4 separate regions of the Mus musculus genome follow, and all the other regions are linked to region 4. Evidence: chromatin contacts called from public HiCAR-type and HiChIP or PLAC-seq data. All regions are on one chromosome and are shown on one strand. The core of a region is the stretch at or near the end of the contact, and the rest is flanking DNA. Distances in the headings are between cores, read along the strand shown. Region 1 holds the start of Lin37 (lin-37 homolog (C. elegans)). Region 2 holds the start of Rbm42 (RNA binding motif protein 42). Region 3 holds the start of Syne4 (spectrin repeat containing, nuclear envelope family member 4). Region 4 holds the start of Timm50 (translocase of inner mitochondrial membrane 50).

Region 1 (4,599 bases), core at 1,954-4,453, 2.2 Mb after region 4:
GTCAAGATGCTCTCTTTACGCAGTTGTCTAGGGCAGGTGTCATGTCTACTTTTATCTTGAGAGCCCCAAGAATCAAAGTCATGTATCTGTCCCAGGAATCCATGTCTACCCTTTCAGGCCAGATGATTTTCAAACCTGTTACCCTCCGCCCAGCCCGTAAGGTCCACATGTGCTCACCAAGGCCCCATCTGGTAGCCACATCTGTTTGCACTTAAGATCCCTGTTCCCTAGGAAGCCATATCTATGTGGCCTAGGGACCTCTGTCCATAATCCTAAGAGCAAATAGCTATCTGTCCTACCCGATTCTCTATTCATTGAGGGGGGCCCAGGCATTAAAGCTATCTACCACTCATGGGGGAGTTGTTGACTTATCCACCCACTCTTCAATCTGGCCTCCTGATTGAACTCATCCTACCTCTCCATCCTCGGGCAGAGGAGGCAGCGGTGAGCCGGGTGAGCGCTCGCGCTCTCGCACTGTGGGGCTGTTGCGCATCCAGGCGCGGCAGATGGGGTACAGTGGTGTGTTCTCACTGAACTGGGCCAAGTCCACACTCCGGTCAAATAGCTTGATCACATACGTATCTGGGGTGGTAAGGTAGGCGATAAGTGTGTAGTTCCTGGCTCCACACCCACCCTCTCAGTCCCCTGCCTACTCACTGGATCTCTGAGGACCCCCCTCAGCGAGCCCATCGTCCATCTCCCTCCTCTTCTTCCTCCGCTGGTGGGGGAAGCGGGCAGATGGCCTGTGTGGTTAAGGTGAGTGTCAGGCCCGGAGCTGGGGACTGGGAACCTTTTAGTGAGCTGGGGTCCCAGCCACCTTACCTTTTGCCTGTGGCAGCAATGGAACAATCCCTGCAGGGAGAGACATGGTGTCAGGAGGCTTTAATAAACAGCTGCTCAACGCTGCCCCCCAAGGTGGAAGTGACGTAGTTCAGGAACAGAGCATTTGCCTAGCATGGGCAAAAGCCCTGGGGTTCTATCGCTAGCTCTAAAAACAAACAAAAATTAACATCCTGGGGATTATTGGTACTCCTTGGGCCTTGTATCCCACCAATACCCTCCTCTAAGGTGTTAGCCACTTATACAACAGGTATCTTTGTCTATGCAAGATGGTTAGGACTCAGCAGAGAGAAAAGCTACCTAACCCAAACTCTCAGGTCTAAATCCCATCAAAGTCCCTTACTTGTTGTGCGTATCCAAGGGGGTTTTCCCAGCTTCTTCATCCAGGCGTTCCCTGGGAACAAAAAAAACACTACTGGCTTAGGGTACCAAGGACCCAGAGTGTGATGCTATTAATTAGTCTTCCCATGAAACATCCCATGGGGCACTTTTCACCCTAGGCAGCCCCTCCAGCCTCCCATCCACATCCCCCCTCCAACAATCAGAGTCAGTCCAAACAGCTCCCACCCTGTGGTTCCCCAGGCTGGACCAGGTTCCAACCTGTCCATGTGACTCTTCTCCAGCAGACACTGAAGAACGGCATCCAGCTGGTTCCGGGCTTTGGCCATCTCCATCTCTGAGGGTAGAAGGTAGGAATCAGCTCTGTGTGCGCCTCCCACATTCGCCGTGGGAGGCGATCCTACGTCCTGTCTGGTCCAGTTACTTGGAAAGCAGCTTTAGTGCCACTCAGTGGAGAGACCAACTAAAGACAGAACCAGGGTGACAGAGCCTTAGGCGGGGCCAAGGGCACAGCTGCTACCACTGCTCTTTCTCTCCAACACCTACTCAGGAATCTAGGATCTGGACACCTTCCATGGACAGCCCTTAGGGTATTCCCACTGAGGTCTCCTCGAAACCCACTCCACTCCCTGGATTCTCCCATGAGGCGTGACTAGCTGGCCCACAGGCTCCTGACTCGCTGTGGGCACTCCTTTCCCAGCCCCAGTCTCAGCTCACTTGGCTTGTGGGAGTCTGTCAATATATCCCCTCCCTACCTCGCCTTTTCCTCCCACCCAGCGCCTAGCCTCTGTCATCTTTTCTGATCCACCTCCTTTTATAATGCAGACAAAAGAACCTTCCTAAAAGAAAGCCAAGCCTACTGGGCATAATAGCATATGTCTGCTATCCCAGCACTCTGGAGGCTGAGGTAGGAGGATCAAGAGTTTCAAGGTCAGCCTCAGCAATGAAAGATCCTCTCTCAAACAATAAGCAAAAGAAAGAAAAAATACAAAGACAGACAGACAACACAACGTGGCTTTGATCTTCTCCAGCACAGAACCCTCAAGGAGTCTTCAATCCTGACTCCAGAAAATGGGGTCTGTACTCAGTCTGGCGTTTCCAAACCCACCCTTGTCCTACCTGCATAGTTGTAGTGAGGCTCCCTCCACTATATATATTTCTCTCCTCCCACCCCCAGTTCTTCACTATATAGCCTTGGGTTGGCATGTTGTTTGCTAAGTAGGTCAAACTGGCCTTGACTTCAGAGATCCGTTTGTCTCTGTTCTCCATGCCCTGGGAATAAAGGCAGCTGCCAACACGAACAGCCCTCTCTCCACTCACTGCATCTCTGAGGATGTCCACTCAAGCTTTGTTGTTGTTGTTTGTTTGTTTTTTTGCACTTTGGGGTGTACCTTTACCAACTCACTCCTTCTTCAAAAACCTCCCTAGACTACCCACTTCCCTCAAAGGAAAAGTCGAAAGTCCCTTCCCAGAACCCACAGATCTGTCCTCCTCCCCTCCCATCTCTCTGCCTCCGTTTCCTCACGGCTGCAGTCGCCCTAGCTGCTCTGCTGCCCGCTTCCTTCCTACACCCTGCCACTCCTCCCACCTTGTCTATTTATCACCCTACACCCTAGCGTTATTGGAATGCACAGCCAGTGAGGATTGATTCAGGGACACTCCACAATTGATGACTCATGCCCACTGTCAGAAATGGGGAAAGTGAGGTAGAAAAAGAAAAGGACCCTTTTTAGAGGATCCTGTCATATGGGCTGCAGAGAGATGTCGCGTACTCCGCTTTTTCACTATTAACATATCTCTCCTGGATCCCCAGTCCTCACCTGATTTCTCCACTTTCACCTTTACCGGGAACATGATTTGGGTGCAGGTCTAATGCGCTGGATCAGAAAAACTTGGAGGAGGTGTGGTTCAAAAGCTAGGCGGAAGGCGGGCAGGGAAAGGTCAAAGGTAAGTCTGGGCACCACTGGTCCTCGGGCCTGAGCACTGTCCAGCCGCGACTGCCTTGGCGGCCACTTCCCTTCTTCCCCTTCTGTAGGCGGGACCCTTTGGCAACTGCTTTTTCCCACTAGTTGATGAAAACGTCAATTTCATTTGCTGGCCAATTGACAGCCTGTACTATTGGCTCCCAGCCTTAGGCTCCACCTTCCCGAGGCCCTGTATCCGGAAACAAACCAACGACAAGCCAGGCACCTGGGGGGCGGAGGTGGGGGTTGTGATTCAAACTTCCGAGGCTCAAGACGGAGGTAATGCGCCTGCGCCGCAAGGAGCACTATGGGAAGCAAAGACTCAGACATCCCAAGGCTTTTCGGGATTTGTAGTGTTATATTTTAGTATTGCCACTAAACCTATTTCCAGCTCCTAAGTAACTATCATAGTCACTGACATCCTTCACAGGAAGATCATTCTGGAGACGGACTGGATCCTTTCTGACAGAGAGCTCGCTAGGTGTATTTCTCAGCTAACTCTCTTTCATTTAAATACTAAAAGCGCTGGGTACTCATCCACATAGTGAGGACGCTTTAACGAGCAAAACAGGCAAAAATCCTTGCTGAGAATGTGTCTTATCGTGTAGAGGATAGACGATAGTCAATAAACAAGCCAAAAATTCTAAGTGAAATGTAATGGGAACACACAAATATGTAAAAATACTCAATAGGGAACATCAAAGTGGGGACTGAGACTTTATCATTATTTATTTATTGCCTCACTCTGGCTCAGTCTAGCCTGAAGCTCATTATGTATGTGACCCAAGCTGTCTCTGAACTCCCGGAAGGCCTCCTGCCTCAGCCTCCCCAGTGTGTGATTAACACAACAACCTGTTGGGTATATGCTTTTCTTAACTTATTGGGGGGTGGGGCACACCTGTAGCAGTCAGATCACTTACAGGATTTGAGGATCAAACGCAGGTCATGACTGGCAGCAAGTGTCCCTACCATTGAGTTATCTCACTAGACTCTTTGCTGAAATTATGTTGACACAGGGTATCACTACAAACCCCAGCTGGCCTGGAAGTCACAGAAATCCACCATGCCTCTGCTTCCCAAGTGCTGTGGTTTCAGACATAAGCCACCAAAATCATGAAATATTTATTTATTTATTTTTGAGACAGGGTTTCTCTGTGTAGCCCTGGCTGTCCTGGAACTCACTTTGTAGACCAGGCTGGCCTCGAACTCAGAAATCTGCCTGCCTCTGCCTCCCAAGTGCTGGGATAAAAGACGTGCACCACCACTGACTGGCCATGAAATTTTAAATGAGAAGATCAAGATGCCAGAGAAAGGGCTTGCTCACTTGTTGAGCGCAGTAGTTAAGGGGATTCACATGGTGTCTAACAACCATGTATAATTGCAGTTCTAGAGGATGCTGATGTCCTCTTCTGGTTCCCATGGGCACTACATAAAAGTACACACACACACACACACA
Region 2 (4,527 bases), core at 473-2,972, 2.3 Mb after region 4:
GTTTTAATCTTCTCCATTTTCCCTTTTGTTTGCTCCTCTCTAGCCACTGACCTCTCTGCTGTTGCATGAACAAGACAATGCTGTCTCAGTCTTTGCATGGACAACTTTTTGCCTGGGATAACATCACTCCAGACATCTGCATGGTTCAGTCATCTCATTTATATCTTTGCTTTACTAATACCAGATCAAAAAGGCCTTCCCTGACTGCTAATAAAACTCTTACCACTTTGTAAGGTCAAAGAAACAACGGGAACTTTTCTGTTTTGTTTTCTCCTATACACCCCTTGCTTAGAACAGTGCCTAGTGCTGAGAAGGCACAAGAGTGCCTTTGATCTTTTTTGTTCCCTCCACAATGCAAGGGATTGAACCCACGGCTTTGACATGCCAGGCATGAGATTATTACTAAGCTGCATCCCAGCCCACCTAATAACTGTGAACAGAATAAACACGTTTTCTCTGCTGGTGTTCCTCTAAATAGTTCCCCCCTGTTTCCTTCTTTCCTCGGCTTCTTTCTTACAGCTGACTATTAAGCACCTGGAATATTATCCATGAGTCTTGGGAATGACAACACAGATATACATTTTAATATTGTTTTGGTTTTTTTGTGGTGGTAGTGGGCTTAGAAAATAGGACTCTGCCAGGCTAAGTGCTCTACCACTGAACTACACCCCAAATCTGTGAATAAAAACTTTCAAGAGATTTTTTTTTTTGTTTGTTTTTCGAGACAGGGTTTCTCTGTATAGCCCTGGCTGTCCTGGAACTCACTCTGTAGACCAGACTGGCCTCGAACTCAGAAATCCACCTGCCTCTGCCTCCCGAGTGCTGGGATTAAAGGTGTGCGCCACCATGCCTGGCTCAAGAGATGTTTATATAGAATAATCTAACACTGCAGAAAGTTCTACCGGACAGGCACTGTAGAATATTAGTTTCCAATGGATTAAATATACTGTCTTGCATCCTGAGTCCCTGGCACTTAAGTGGTCATGCCAGCCAAAACATCAATCGCTGTCCATAGATAAGCCCTTATTGGGACCAAACCATTCTGTTCTCCCGACTCAAGCTGTAGCTCTCACCTTACCTGTTGGTATGTGTTGGTGGCGATAATTGGGCGGATCACAGGAGCTGGGGGGACCTGCATCGCTTCTACCGTGGGCACCGCAGGCACAGCAGTTGGGATTCCGGTCACCGGAGCTCCCAATACTTCTTGCTCAAACCTGGGGGAGCGGGACAGATACCATAGGTCAGGTCTCACCAAGCCTGAGGTGCTGGGTACTTCTCCACCGCGCCTTCATCCCAGCTAATGCCTCCCCGCATCCCTCGGGTCCCACGGCCCCTTATGGAACCACATCTCAACCTTCTGAAGACCTGGAGGCTACAGGGTTAATTGGGTTTGCCCGGGAACAGCTTTTATTTCTCCTACTCAGGGCCTTACAGGGCCATCTCCGCCTCCATTTCTTTCAAGCGTTCCTCGCCGCTCTTGCCCGGGATGCCGACACCAGGCCCCGGGACCACCGGCCCTCCCGCCACCGGGAGTCCCGGAGCCGGCCCTGCTCCGGCCATCGCTGATGCCATAGCCTTCACCGCTCCTTCCAGCAGCCGCAGCGGGTTCTACGGTCGAGTCCCTGTCGTCTCAGGGTGGGAGCCGGCCGATGACGTATGGACTACCGCGACGGATGCGCTGCGTGAGGACGTAGTTTAAGAACAGGGGCTGAGACTTGGCCACACCCCCAGAGCGAGCAAAAGCCAATTAGAGTGTCGGAAAGTCAGGGCCCCGGAAGGGCCTCTAATCTGACAGACGCGGCTGTACGGATAGGCCCCGCCCTCGTAGAGAAAGGTGGGCGAATGAGAGCGAAGCAACGTCACTTTGACCCACCCCGCTGTGGAAGCCGGAACTTTGAGGAGGCACGGAAGTTCGGAGGTCCTTCCAGAAGTTTGTAAACACTGCAAAGCCAGGGTAGGAGTCTTTTGCACTCGGTGGACAGATACACTGCCAGGGGTCAGTTCATTATTCTTTTTTTGAATAAAATTTAATTTTACTGACTACCTCCATGGTTTTCTTTTTTTCATTTTGGGGTTTGGTTTGGTTTTGAGCCCAGGTATGGAACTTCCTAGGTTGACATAGGCTTTCAAGTGCTGGGATTATGGATACAGAACAAAATATTGGCTTTTAAAAAAGATTTATTTATTATTATATCTAACTACACTGTAGCTGTCAGACACACCAGAAGAGGGTGTCAGATCCCATTACAGATGGTTGTAAGCCACCATGTTGTTGCTGGGAATTGAACTCAGGACCTCTGGAAGAGCAGTCAGTGCTCTTAACTGCTGAGCCATCTCTCCAGCCCCCCAAATATTGGCTTTTATACTAGAGATATCTAGAGAGAAGTGTGGAGGTACATGTCTTTAATCCCATAATTTAGGAGATAGCCATGCAGATCTCTGGATTTAAGGTCAATCTACAGAGCAAGTTCCAGGACAGCCAAGCTTAGGCAATGAGGGAGGTGGAAAACAGAAAGCTGGTAATAGAATGGGGTTGGGGGTGGGGTGATGTTCCAGCATGTGGCTCTGGCTTTAGAGTGAAAAAGAGAAGAGACTACTGGGACAATTGATGCTGGTTAGCTGGAGCTAAGAAATTAGCGGTGATTAAGAAGAGACCAGCTGAGCCGGGTGTGGTGGCGCACGCCTTTAATCCCAGCACTCGGGAGGCAGAGGCAGGTGGATTTCTGAGTTCGAGGCCAGCCTGGTCTACAGAGTGAGTTCCAGGACAGCCAGGGCTACACAGAGAAACCCTGTCTTGGAAAAAAACAAACAAACAAACAAACAAAAGAGACCAGCATCTGGGGCTGTAGAGATGGCTCAGCGGTTAAGAGTACCAGATGCTCTTCCAGAGGACCTGGGTTCAATTCTCAGCAACCACATGGTGACTCCCAACCATCTGTAATGGGATCTAATGCCCTCTTCTGGTGTGTCTGAAGACAGTTTTTTTTTTTTTTTTTCTTTTGGTTTTTTGAGACAGGGTTTCTCTGTGTAGCCCTGGCTGTCCTGGAACTCACTTTGTAGACCAGGCTGGCCTCTGCCTCCCAAGTTCTGGGATTAAAGGCGTGCGCCACCACCACCCGGATCTGAAGACAGCTATTATGCACTCATACACATAAAATAAATAAATCATATATATATATGTACATATATATATAAAAGACCAGCATCAGTGAGGTGAAATCTTCTGGGAAGTATTTTTCTGAGGGCACAAAGAAGCTGTGTTCCAGAGACAGCCAAGGTTGTACCTCTTGTTGCAGCAGGACTTGGCTCAGCACCATGAAGAGAGCCTATGAATGAAGCCTAGTTGCAGTCAAAGACCCCAGTGTATTGGAGATGCCATTACTGTGAGATGATTATCAAGAATGGCAGTGGCAGTGGAGTGGAGTCAACCAGAGCCTAGAGTGCTACAGAGGGGAGAGCTGGAGATGTGACTCAAGCCTTTTGGAGGAGCCCAGATCATGTGTGGATCCCAGACACTGGAACAAGAAGCTGTAACACTGAAGTTGCGTTGGAGATCCCAAGACATTCAAGATGCCAGAGCTGTGGGATATATGCTGAGGAAAGCTGCTAACAGGGAGTGGATCCAACCCATGAGAAAGAAGTTTGTGGCAGTCAACAAAGATGAAAAAGGAATTGGGGATCTGCAGACTGCTTTGACATTAGCCATGGAAATGCAGCGTTTGGAGTTTGCCCAGCTGGTTTCCTGTCTTGCTTTGGGGATTACACTTAAGTGACTGGATAAATCTCAGAAGGGACTTTGAACTTTTAACATTGTTGGGACTGCTATAGACTATGGGGGCTTTTGAAGTTGGACTAACTGTGTTTTGCATTATGCTATGTTTAGGTATGGCCCCCATAGACTCATATGTTTGAACAAGCCTATGAGGACCTGGGAGTGGAATATGGTAGTATGAATAGTAGCACTATTAGGAGGCATGGCCTTGTTGGAGTAGGTGTGGCCTTGGAGTAGGTGTGTCACTGTGGGCTTTAAGACCCTTATCCTAGCTGCCAGGAAGCCAGTCTTCTAGCAGCTTTCAAATGAAGATCTAGAACTCTCAGCTCTACTTGCACCATGCCTGCCTGGGTGCTGCCATGCTCCCACTTTGATGATAATGGACCGAACCTCTGAATCTGTAAGCCAGTCCAATTAAACATTGTCCTTATAAGAGCTGCCTTGGTCACCGTGTCTGTTCACAGCAGTAAAACCCTGAGACATACTCCTGGGACAAACTACAAATAGCTCCGATTTAAACATAAAAAATAAAAACTGTACAAATTTTAAGACCAATGTTGGAGTCTGAAACAGCCCACGCAGGTTCATGTTTGGACACTTGGTCCCCAAATGGTGGTGCTGTTTTGTGAGGTACGTGAGCCTTTGCGACGTGGTGTCTGGCTGGGAGGGAGTTGCTGGCAGCCAGTCCTGAACACTGTATTTATTTTGGTTTCTACTCCGTATCTTCAGATATAGTCCAGATGCGGATATGAAAA
Region 3 (4,323 bases), core at 901-3,400, 2.0 Mb after region 4:
TATGAACCTCGACAGCCAGACGATGATGTCCCTATGGAGCAGGTGGGTCCTGAGCTGATGCCCCGGGCATTTGGGGGCATTCTAGCGTCTGACATCCCATATGCTCCAGGACAGTCTGATCCTACCTGTATTTAGAGTATTCGTGACACCCAGACATGCTCCCCTGTCCCTTGTTGGGCATCCCTGCTTTCTCCCAGATAGCCAACCCATACCCATCCAATCTGTTTGTACGGTGCCCCAGCTGCCATGATACCCAGGGATACCGATACATACGTCGCCATGGTATTGGATGGCTAAGGCTATGGATGACCTGTGACCCTCCCTCAGACCACTTGAGCTCAACACGGTGTTCCAACAAAGTTTTTTTTAGAAACTACTGTTTACTTATTTTTGTGAACAGATGTATGTAGCCCAGGCTGGCCTCACGTTTGCCATCTTTCTGTCCCATCCTCCCAGTGCCAGCGTTGTAAGCGTGTGCCCCCGTGCCTGGCTCCAATGCATATTCTTGACATCCTCAAGATATCCCACTGTGTCATTCACTCATGTGTGCCCCTGTGTCCTCCTAGACTGTACAGGGCACCTTAATACCAGCGTCCTGAAACTCTAGTCATATGCTCTATCACCTCTAGATTCCCCTTAACCTCACACGGCTCTTTTGGGGACACCCTTATCTCTGACTGCTAGCTCTTAAGTCATGCATTCTTGATACCCCAGTGTTCATAGAGTCTTCCTCCAACTCTCCGAACACCCTGGCCAGATGTTAGCTCCACTCCCTAAAGTTCCGTCTTTTCCATCTCTTCTACCCAGGCAGGCTTGCTGTAATACCATTCCTGAGTAAAGCCTCCCTAACAGCCAGAGTCCCGGGATAGGCCATTCCCTTTAACCTCTGTATTAGAGCCTGACCCCAGCAGTGCACCCCCAGATTAGCTCTGCGTAAGTATCCCTAGGACTGCCCATGTCTGTCCCAGCCCCTCAGATGCCAGCTGAAGCTCCCACAATGTAGTAGCCCTTTATGTCTTAAAATGCAGCATAGGCCCTGTCTCCTCCCAAAGAACTGGACACACACACACACACACACACACACACACACACACACACACGGCGGGCCAATAGTCTTGTCCCCAGAACCTATAGATTACCACTCCTGAGGGCCTGCTGACCCTTGTCCCCTGACCAGCTACGGATGCCCGCTGACTTTTCACACACTCCCAAACTCTGGATATCCATTTACCATTATCAACTGATTCCCGCAGCCCAGGCCTCCTCAACGGCCCATCACCTCGCTGCTGGTGGAACCACGGAGCCTGCTGGTGCTCCGGGGCACAGCTTACACACGCCTGCTCCACGGCATCTCAGCTACCCGTGTGGATGAGCTGGACGCCACCTCGCTGCCACCCAATGCCACCGCTTGCAAGTCAGCGCTGCCCGGAGCCCACCTGGTGCGCGGCACCCGTGTCTCACTGACCATTCGCCGCGTGCCCCGTGTGCTGCGCGCCAGCCTCCTGCTGAGCAAGTGACCACCAGGTTCTAAGACCTTGGAACCCTAGGGCAGAGGTAGCTGTCCAGGGTTATTTATTTCCCCAGTAACTATGGAAACCATGGAGAAGACACCATTCCAAATAAACAGAAAATACCTTTACTCGTTTTGGATTTTTTTTTTTTTAACTAGATGGGAAGAGATACTTCAGTTTCTTTCTCTCTGCCCCCCCCTCCCCCTTCAATACTGGAGATAGAACCTAGGGCTTCTTGGATGCTAGACAAATGCTGTACCACTAAACTACAACCCAGGCAACAATTGCATTATTTTTTAGTTTTGCAATAGGGCTTCCATAAGTTGCCTAGGCTGGCCTTGAACTTGAGACCAGCTTGCCTGAGGTGACAGGCTTTAGCTGCCAGGTGCTGGGACTTTTTTTCAGTATCCTTATACCTGAGACTTTAAATGAATGGGACGGGCCCTGAGACACAGGTGTCCCTGAAGGTGACAGGATCCAAGGTCTTGAGATGGGTGACGTTTTCTCTCAAAGCCCCACGATGGCGAGCGGGTGGTATTGGAAGGTTTAGGTTCTCCTGCTGGGGAGGAAGGAGTTAAATGCCTCCGCACCTCAGCCAGGCATCAGATTTCTCTAGTCCAGGTTCTTCCAGGAAGGGGTGGAGCTAGGCTGGCCCCTGGGCCCCTCAGTAGCCTCGGACTTAGGCTGTGAGTCCTGCTGAGAAAGCATGGGGGTCTGGACTGTCTAAGAAAGCGGCTGCTGTTACTGGACATCCTCACCTGACGATCCCCAAGTGCACGGCCATGGCCCTGGTTCCACCTCTTGGCCGTGAATTCCCGCCAGAGCCTGTGAATTGTCCCCTGGCAGCTCCTAGAGAGCTGGATGTTGTCGGAGGGACCATCTGCCCTGCACCTGAGGAAGAGACAAGCAGGTGGGGACTGGGGCTTGATAGTGGTTCCGAAGGAGGGAGGGAGGGAGGGAGGGGTCTGTGGGAAGGGCCATGTGTGACTGACTGAAGAAGGACATGGAGAAAAGTGGGCATATGGTGAGGTGGAAAAGGAGACACTGTGCCTCACAGGTGGCCCATCAACCTTTCTCCTCTCTAGGCCAGAGCAGGTCCAGGCCTCCTTGGGCCTGCCTGAGCATTGCATGGGTGAACTGAAGAGCACTGAGTCTGCCACCAGCCCCTCAAGACTCCCCCTGGCCTCTTCCCATGAGCATCAAGACGGGGGCAAGCCCTGTGAGGTGAGCTGAGCACACCCTCTGTTCCAGTCCCACTTCCTGTCTGTCCCCCGGAATCTGCCCCTTGCTCAGATGATATGATTCTGGGGGGTGCTGTGGAGGAAGGGACACCGTAAGGACATCTGGTTGCCAATCAGTATTTCACTTATTTTTAATCGTTTTGTGTATTTACTCTGTGTGCCTAAGTGTGAGCAGGGATACAGGCACATCATGCGTGCCGGTGCCAGTGTCTCTCAGTCACTTTCCACTATGTGACAGAGTCTCCCATTGAACCTGGCTAGGGTGGCTGGTGAGTGAGCGCCACGAATCTGCCTCCAGTCACTGACCAGCCGGTGCCACATGCTTGGTTCTTTGAGCACTTGCTTGTACAGCAAACATTTTATCAACTGAGCCATCTCCCCGGTTCCCCCGACCTCCTTATTTGAGATATGCTTTCACTGTGTAGCTCAGGCTGCCCTTGAACTTTCAGTTCTCTTGCCTCAGAGAACTGGAGTTACATTTTATCATCTCCAAGCTGGACATATTTCCACGTTTTACCAAGTAGGAAATGAGAATTTTATTAATAACCCCATTCCTTTTGGGGGTACTCTGCTCCATTATCCTTCCTAGTTTAGACCCATATAAAGACCTTTCTAGAAGGCTCGGGAACCTGGAAATCTTAAATTAGATGTCTTCAGCCTTGGTGTAAAGGGCTGCCAAGTGGGAGCAGCCCAAATGTTGGTTCTCGAATGGGTGTGGCTTCAGAGAAACATCCACAAGGCAGCAGCCTGCTTGGGAGTAGGGGTAGTGTCTTGGCCCATTGGCCCTGATTTTGGTCCCCTGGAATCTCCAGCACTCTGACTCTGGTTTGGAAGTACTAGAAGCTGAACAGGACAGTCTACATCTTTGTCTGTTGAGGTTGAACTTCCGGCTGCAGGACCTGGAACGAGGCCTTGGGTCTTGGACGCTGGCCCACAACAGGATTGTCCAGATGCAGGTAGGCAGTGGGAGGCCAGGTTATAGGGGAGTGGGTAGAGTCCTTGGTATGGGTGTAAGCTTTCTTGAATAGAAAGTGGGTTTATTGCATATTCTGACTTCTGCACAGGACATGAAAGACAAAATAACTCCAGGTTCTGGGGTGGGGGTGGGGTCTGGTATCACTGTCGTATGTGAGAGTGTCTAGCCATGTGTTCCAGGCCCTGCAGGCAGAGCTACGAGGGGCCGCTGAGCGCGTGGATGCATTGCTTGCATTTGGTGAGGGCCTGGCAGAGAGGAGTGAGCCCAGGGCCTGGGCATCCCTGGAGCAGGTCCTGAGGGCCCTTGGAACCCACCGAGACACCATCTTCCAACGGCTCTGGCAGCTGCAGGCCCAGTTGATCAGCTATAGCCTGGTATGACCTGCCCTGGTAGTCCCCAGCCCAGACCCTAACCTCCCCAACTCCCATGACATCTGTCCTCTGCTCCAGGTGCTTGAGAAGGCCAACCTCCTGGACCAGGACTTGGAAGTTGAGGGAGACTCAGACGGGCCAGCAGCTGGTGGAGTCTGGGGGCCCTGGGCACCCAGTACCTTCCCCACTCCTGCAGAGTTGGAGTGGGACCCAGCAGGGGATGT
Region 4 (4,512 bases), core at 996-3,495:
TGGGGTCAGGGGCTGCAGATGCCAAATCTAAGGCACAGAAAGCCCTGTGTCTGGGATGGACTGCTGACGCTCCCTGCCCCCATCTGTCCCTGACCATCTGCTCCAGGGCGGTGGGGCCGCGAAAGGGAGCTTTTGTCACGTCTGTCCCCTGAGCCATCTAACTGCCACACCTCGGATGGAGGAGGGGTTGGTGTATGAGACAGGCCAAGAGCACTCTACAGGAATAAACAGAGCAGCAGAGGTGGGAAGGAAGCCCAGCTCTGTGTTTAATCACTCACCGCTGTCGAATTCATCAGGAATCTGGGGAAAAAAGGAAAGGTTTGAACCGGCAGAGGCAGGAGCCCAGCACATTCAGTCTGCGAGTTCCAGGCTGAGTCCCAGAGAAGAAGGGAGAGGCTCAGTGCAGACTATAGAGAGCCTGACCCAATGGAAGGCAACCTGCCCCGCACCCTCACAGAACCGACCCCTCACACCTCTGCCTCTCACTCTCCTCACCTTGGTACCATTTTCATCCACAGGGTTGTTTCCTGCCAGGGAAGGAGACAAGAGACAAATGAAGAAAACTGGAGCCTTGGAGCAGTGTCTACTGGGTCTGGAGGGGGGAGGAGAGTGAGGGGTGGGGACTCCCCACTCAAAGGGATTATGGCTAGAGGCACAGCTCCTGGATAAAGGGAGGAAGAGGTTAGGGGTCAGGATTCCAAGTGGGCTGGGGCTGAGCTGGACACACAAGGGGAAGGTAGACTTCTGCTGCTGAGATGGACACATAGCTTCAGGCACGGTGACAGGTTATTTCTCCACCAATACGAACCGCAGTCCCTTGTCCCAGGACTGAAACCAAGCACACTGGTCTAGCCCTACTCTTCCCACCATTCCCTTAGTTCCTGAATTCAGGTACAGGGAACAACTAGAGGATAGAACTTTTAAGTACAAGGGGTCGAAGAGGACTTCTTGAATTTCAAGGTGAGTATCCTAGTTGGAGGAGCCAGGTAATGAACTGAGTATGGGGAAAGAAAGGGGGGGTTCACAGTAGAAATCTGGGGGCCAACAGTCAAGGGTTATGTCTCTCACCAAAAATATAGACGATGCTGACAGTCCCACCAGCTCCGAGCAAACCGGCGATCCAGAGCGCAATTTTTTTGGCATAGCTGGGACCCTCGGAGCCTGGCTGGTGCTGTGGCCCCTGGGCCTTGGAGCCCCCACGGTTGGCAATTTCAGTGACCTGAGTGGAGGGGGATGGAGGAGAGGTCACACAGAGAGAAATAACAGAATACTTAAATTTGTCCAAGCAGCCTCAAGATCAAGAACCAGGAAGTGGACATCCAGAGCAGAAAACTGTGTCCCTGAAGGGGTGAGTTCAGAGGCTGCTCCCCTCAGACAGTCACAACTAAACTGTCTAGAGAATCACAGGGGTTCAAGAGCTGAAAGGGCAAATTGCTCAAGGTCTTGGAAGCAATAGCACTGCAGGGTCTGGAGCCAGGAAGAGTAGGGCAAGGAGAATAAGGGATGGGTGTGTGTGTGTGTGTGTGTGTGTGCGCGCGCGCGCTAGCACAGAGATGTCAAAACTAAAGGGACAGAGGGCACCCAAGGGACAGAACGAACAGTTAAGATATCCGGATACCCAGAGCCCAAGATGGAGGGGTTTGGAAGGGAAGGAAGCAAGAGCGAGGAGAGGCAATCTCCTGTCTGGGACTTTGGGAACGGAAAGTCATGGACTTGGAGGTCAGAATGGCTAGGCTGGAACGGACGGCAGGCTGGATCCTTCCTGTTCCTCTCGCTCAAGGAGGCGATTGAAATGTCACTGGGACAGACCCTGGGTCCCTAGCGCCCTGGGCCCCACCCCCGTCAAGTATCACCTGAATGGTCACCGAGATCAGAACAGGTGACCTCTCCCGGCACCCACGTGGTTGAGACCTGGGCTCCAGGGGATGCACTCCGGGCCTCCATAATCCAGCCCCGGGGGAGCAACTGTGGTCCACACAGGAAGCATGGAAACATCGAAAACGCGGGCTCCGTCCCATTCAGCACCCTGAGGTGCGGTCTCCCAGACCCGCCGGGGTTGCCACCAGACGCCCAAAACTTTAGAGAGAAGCCCCATATCGGGGCGCGCGTCCCGGCGCCGCTCACCTGCTCGGGAGTGCGGGGAGGTGGCGGCGCTAGCCGCGTGCACAGCCCCCGCGCGCCTACCCGGAGCCCGCTCCGCAAGCGCGAGAACAGAGCCGCCGAGGCCGCCATCTTGCGCTGACGCCACGCGGCCCCGCCCACTCGCTCCCTCTCTCCCGCCCAGGCGAGGACTACGACCAATGGGATCGCTGAGGTAGTGCGTGTGGACAGGAACCCGAGAGGGACAAAAAGAACTGGGCGGAGTACCTTTGGTGCGCTCCTAGTCGGTCTTTCCTCTGGCTGAGCGCGAAATTGGAATACTGTCATCTGGCACCACGCCCCCTGGGGCCCTAAGGACCGCCACCATCCAGTCGCTCGGACTTTGCCTTTCACCTCCCATCGTTAGAAATGGACAGAGGCCCAAAAAGTGAGCTGACCCAGCATCCCTCAGTTTTTCTCACGTGGACCAGGAGGCTGAACCAGTCTTCTTTCCCGTCTCCAGATCTCTTTTTACCCCTAACGCCGTGAGTTTGTAGAAAGGACTGGAGTATCTTTCCTTTGCCCAACCACTCATTTGGATCTACCACTCATCTGGATTCAACCAAAGGAACGTTCCGTGCTGACTTGTTTAGGCTTTAGAGTGATTAAGAAAGCAGTGAATTAGGGGTGCGGGAGCCACCATGAGTCTTGCCCAAGTTGTTTTCTATTTGTTTGTTTATTCATTCCTTTATTTGTTTAATCATTTATTATTCACTCGTTCATTCACTCATTTTAAATGTATGAGTGCACTGTCTGCAGGTACAATTGCATGCCAGAAGAGGGGATCATATCTCTTTATAGATTGAACTCAGACCCTCTGGAAGAACAGCCAGTACTCTTAACCGCTGAGCCATCTCTCCAGCCCCCACAAGTTGTTTTCAATGGGAAAAAAAAAGTCAGATTTTTACACTTAAACTTTAAAAATCCAAAGTACTGCAGGGCATTGGTGGCACATGCCTTTACTCCCAGCACTGGGGAGGCAGAGGCAGGCAGATTTCTGAGTTCGAGGCCAGCCTGGTCTACAGAGTGAGCTCCAGGACAGCCAGGGCTACACAGAGAAACCCTGTCTCCAAAAAAAGACACCCACCCACCCACCCAAAAAAATCCAAAGCACTAAGATAGTAAAACTACAAAGTTGGGCAAAGGAAAGCCACACAGAATTCAGAGCTGTTATTTCTGGAGTGGAATGAAATGGATTGGGGTGCTGCTTAAGTGTGCTCAGTCAGCCTCATGCCACAGGGCGTGGTCAGAAGACAACTTTCAAGAGTCGGCTCTCAGCTTCCACCGAGAGTCCAAGGAATCAAAGTTGAGTCATTTGAACTAGGCTGTTTTCCTCACATTAACTTGGGTGAAAATGCCCGTGGTCAAAACACTGCCTTGACATGGTAAGTCTTGTTTGCCTTATATTGATATAACTGTGTGGAGGGAACATAGGTATTCATGAAATATATCTTCATTTTTTAAAAATTAGGTTTTGGGGTTTTTTTGTTTTTTGTTTTTTTTTTTTGGTTTTGGTTTTGGTTTTTCGAGACAGGATTTCTCTGTATAGCCCTGGCTGTCCTGGAACTCACTTTGTAGACCAGGCTGGCCTTGAACTCAGAAATCTGCCTGCCTCTGCCTCCCAAGTGTTGGGATTAAAGGCGTACACCACCACGCCTGGCCTAAAAATTAGTTTTATCAAGTTGGGGAGTGGTGGCACAGATTCTTTTTCTAGATCTAGGTCTTAATTGTTCCCTTGTATTTCACCATAGGCTGGGTAAGTTCTGAACAGTCCAAAATCCATTCTTTTTTTTTTTCTTTTTTACTTTTTAAAAAAAGATTTATGGGGCTGGTGAGATGGCTCAGTGGGTAAGAGCACCCGACTGCTCTTCCGAAGGTCCAAAGTTCAAATCCCAGCAACCACATGGTGGCTCACAACCATCCGTAACAAGATCTGACTCCCTCTTCTGGAGTGTCTGAGGACAGCTACAGTGTACTTACATATATTAATAAAATAAATCTTTAAAAAAAAAGATTTATGTATTTGTTTATTTTGTGTGAGTACATTGCTGTCTCCATTAGCCACTCCAGAAGAGGGCATCAGATTCTATTACAGATGGTGTGAGCCACCATGTGATTACTGGGAATTGAACTCGGAACCTCTGGAAGAGCAGCCAGTGCTCTTAACTGCTGAGCCATCTCTCCAGCCCCCAAACTCCATTCTTACCTGTTACTTTTTACAGACTGGCTTTCTAAAGCCATGGTGCCACACCTACTTTGTAAAGCACTCTTCATTAAGCTGTGTCCCAGCTGAATTGCTGAGTATACCTGTCCACCCCCACCCCCCATAGGGTCTTACTATTTAGCTTTGACTGTCCTAGAATCCACTCTGTA

The links. HiCAR-type assays count read pairs that join an accessible place to other places. HiChIP or PLAC-seq counts read pairs in DNA pulled down with a chosen protein or histone mark.
Region 1: a contact with region 4 is called in an H3K4me3 HiChIP or PLAC-seq map of embryonic forebrain, with 3 times the contacts expected there. The contact joins the promoter of Lin37 here to the promoter of Timm50 in region 4. A contact is called at or near these places in 4 of 39 promoter capture datasets (cranial neural crest, hippocampal neurons, liver and 1 more), 1 of 484 Hi-C or Micro-C datasets (muscle stem cells), 2 of 115 datasets of contacts at active chromatin or transcription factors (astrocytes and embryonic forebrain) and 2 of 9 other capture datasets (adipose tissue and liver).
Region 2: a contact with region 4 is called in an H3K27ac HiChIP or PLAC-seq map of large pre-B cells, with 3 times the contacts expected there. The contact joins the promoter of Rbm42 here to the promoter of Timm50 in region 4. A contact is called at or near these places in 2 of 39 promoter capture datasets (hippocampal neurons and liver), 1 of 115 datasets of contacts at active chromatin or transcription factors (large pre-B cells) and 1 of 9 other capture datasets (liver).
Region 3: a HiCAR-type map of kidney shows a contact between it and region 4, with 5 times the contacts expected there. The contact joins the promoter of Syne4 here to the promoter of Timm50 in region 4. A contact is called at or near these places in 2 of 39 promoter capture datasets (cranial neural crest and liver), 1 of 115 datasets of contacts at active chromatin or transcription factors (kidney) and 1 of 9 other capture datasets (adipose tissue).

Annotation. Positions count from the first base shown.
Region 1 is chr7:30,556,443-30,561,041 of GRCm38.p6, forward strand. Lin37 (lin-37 homolog (C. elegans)) reads right to left here and starts at 3,204. Exons shown (of 9, transcript NM_029377.2): 1 at 3,000-3,204; 2 at 1,441-1,516; 3 at 1,184-1,234; 4 at 823-852; 5 at 658-743; 6 at 416-582. The coding sequence starts at 3,033.
Region 2 is chr7:30,648,506-30,653,032 of GRCm38.p6, forward strand. It overlaps Rbm42 (RNA binding motif protein 42), which reads right to left and starts at 1,723. Exons shown (of 10, transcript NM_133693.2): 1 at 1,433-1,723; 2 at 1,079-1,214. The coding sequence starts at 1,572.
Region 3 is chr7:30,312,666-30,316,988 of GRCm38.p6, forward strand. Syne4 (spectrin repeat containing, nuclear envelope family member 4) reads left to right here and starts at 2,151. Exons shown (of 8, transcript NM_153577.2): 1 at 2,151-2,421; 2 at 2,597-2,735; 3 at 3,565-3,708; 4 at 3,908-4,102; 5 at 4,178-4,323. The coding sequence starts at 2,294. It overlaps Alkbh6 (alkB homolog 6), which reads left to right. Exons shown (of 7, transcript NM_198027.3): 6 at 1-42; 7 at 1,254-1,638. The coding sequence ends at 1,517.
Region 4 is chr7:28,309,801-28,314,312 of GRCm38.p6, forward strand. Timm50 (translocase of inner mitochondrial membrane 50) reads right to left here and starts at 2,246. Exons shown (of 11, transcript NM_025616.3): 1 at 2,125-2,246; 2 at 1,069-1,219; 3 at 496-527; 4 at 279-300. The coding sequence starts at 2,232. Gm51445 (a long non-coding RNA gene) reads left to right here and starts at 40. Exons shown (of 3, transcript XR_003946618.1): 1 at 40-960; 2 at 1,290-1,348; 3 at 2,285-2,973.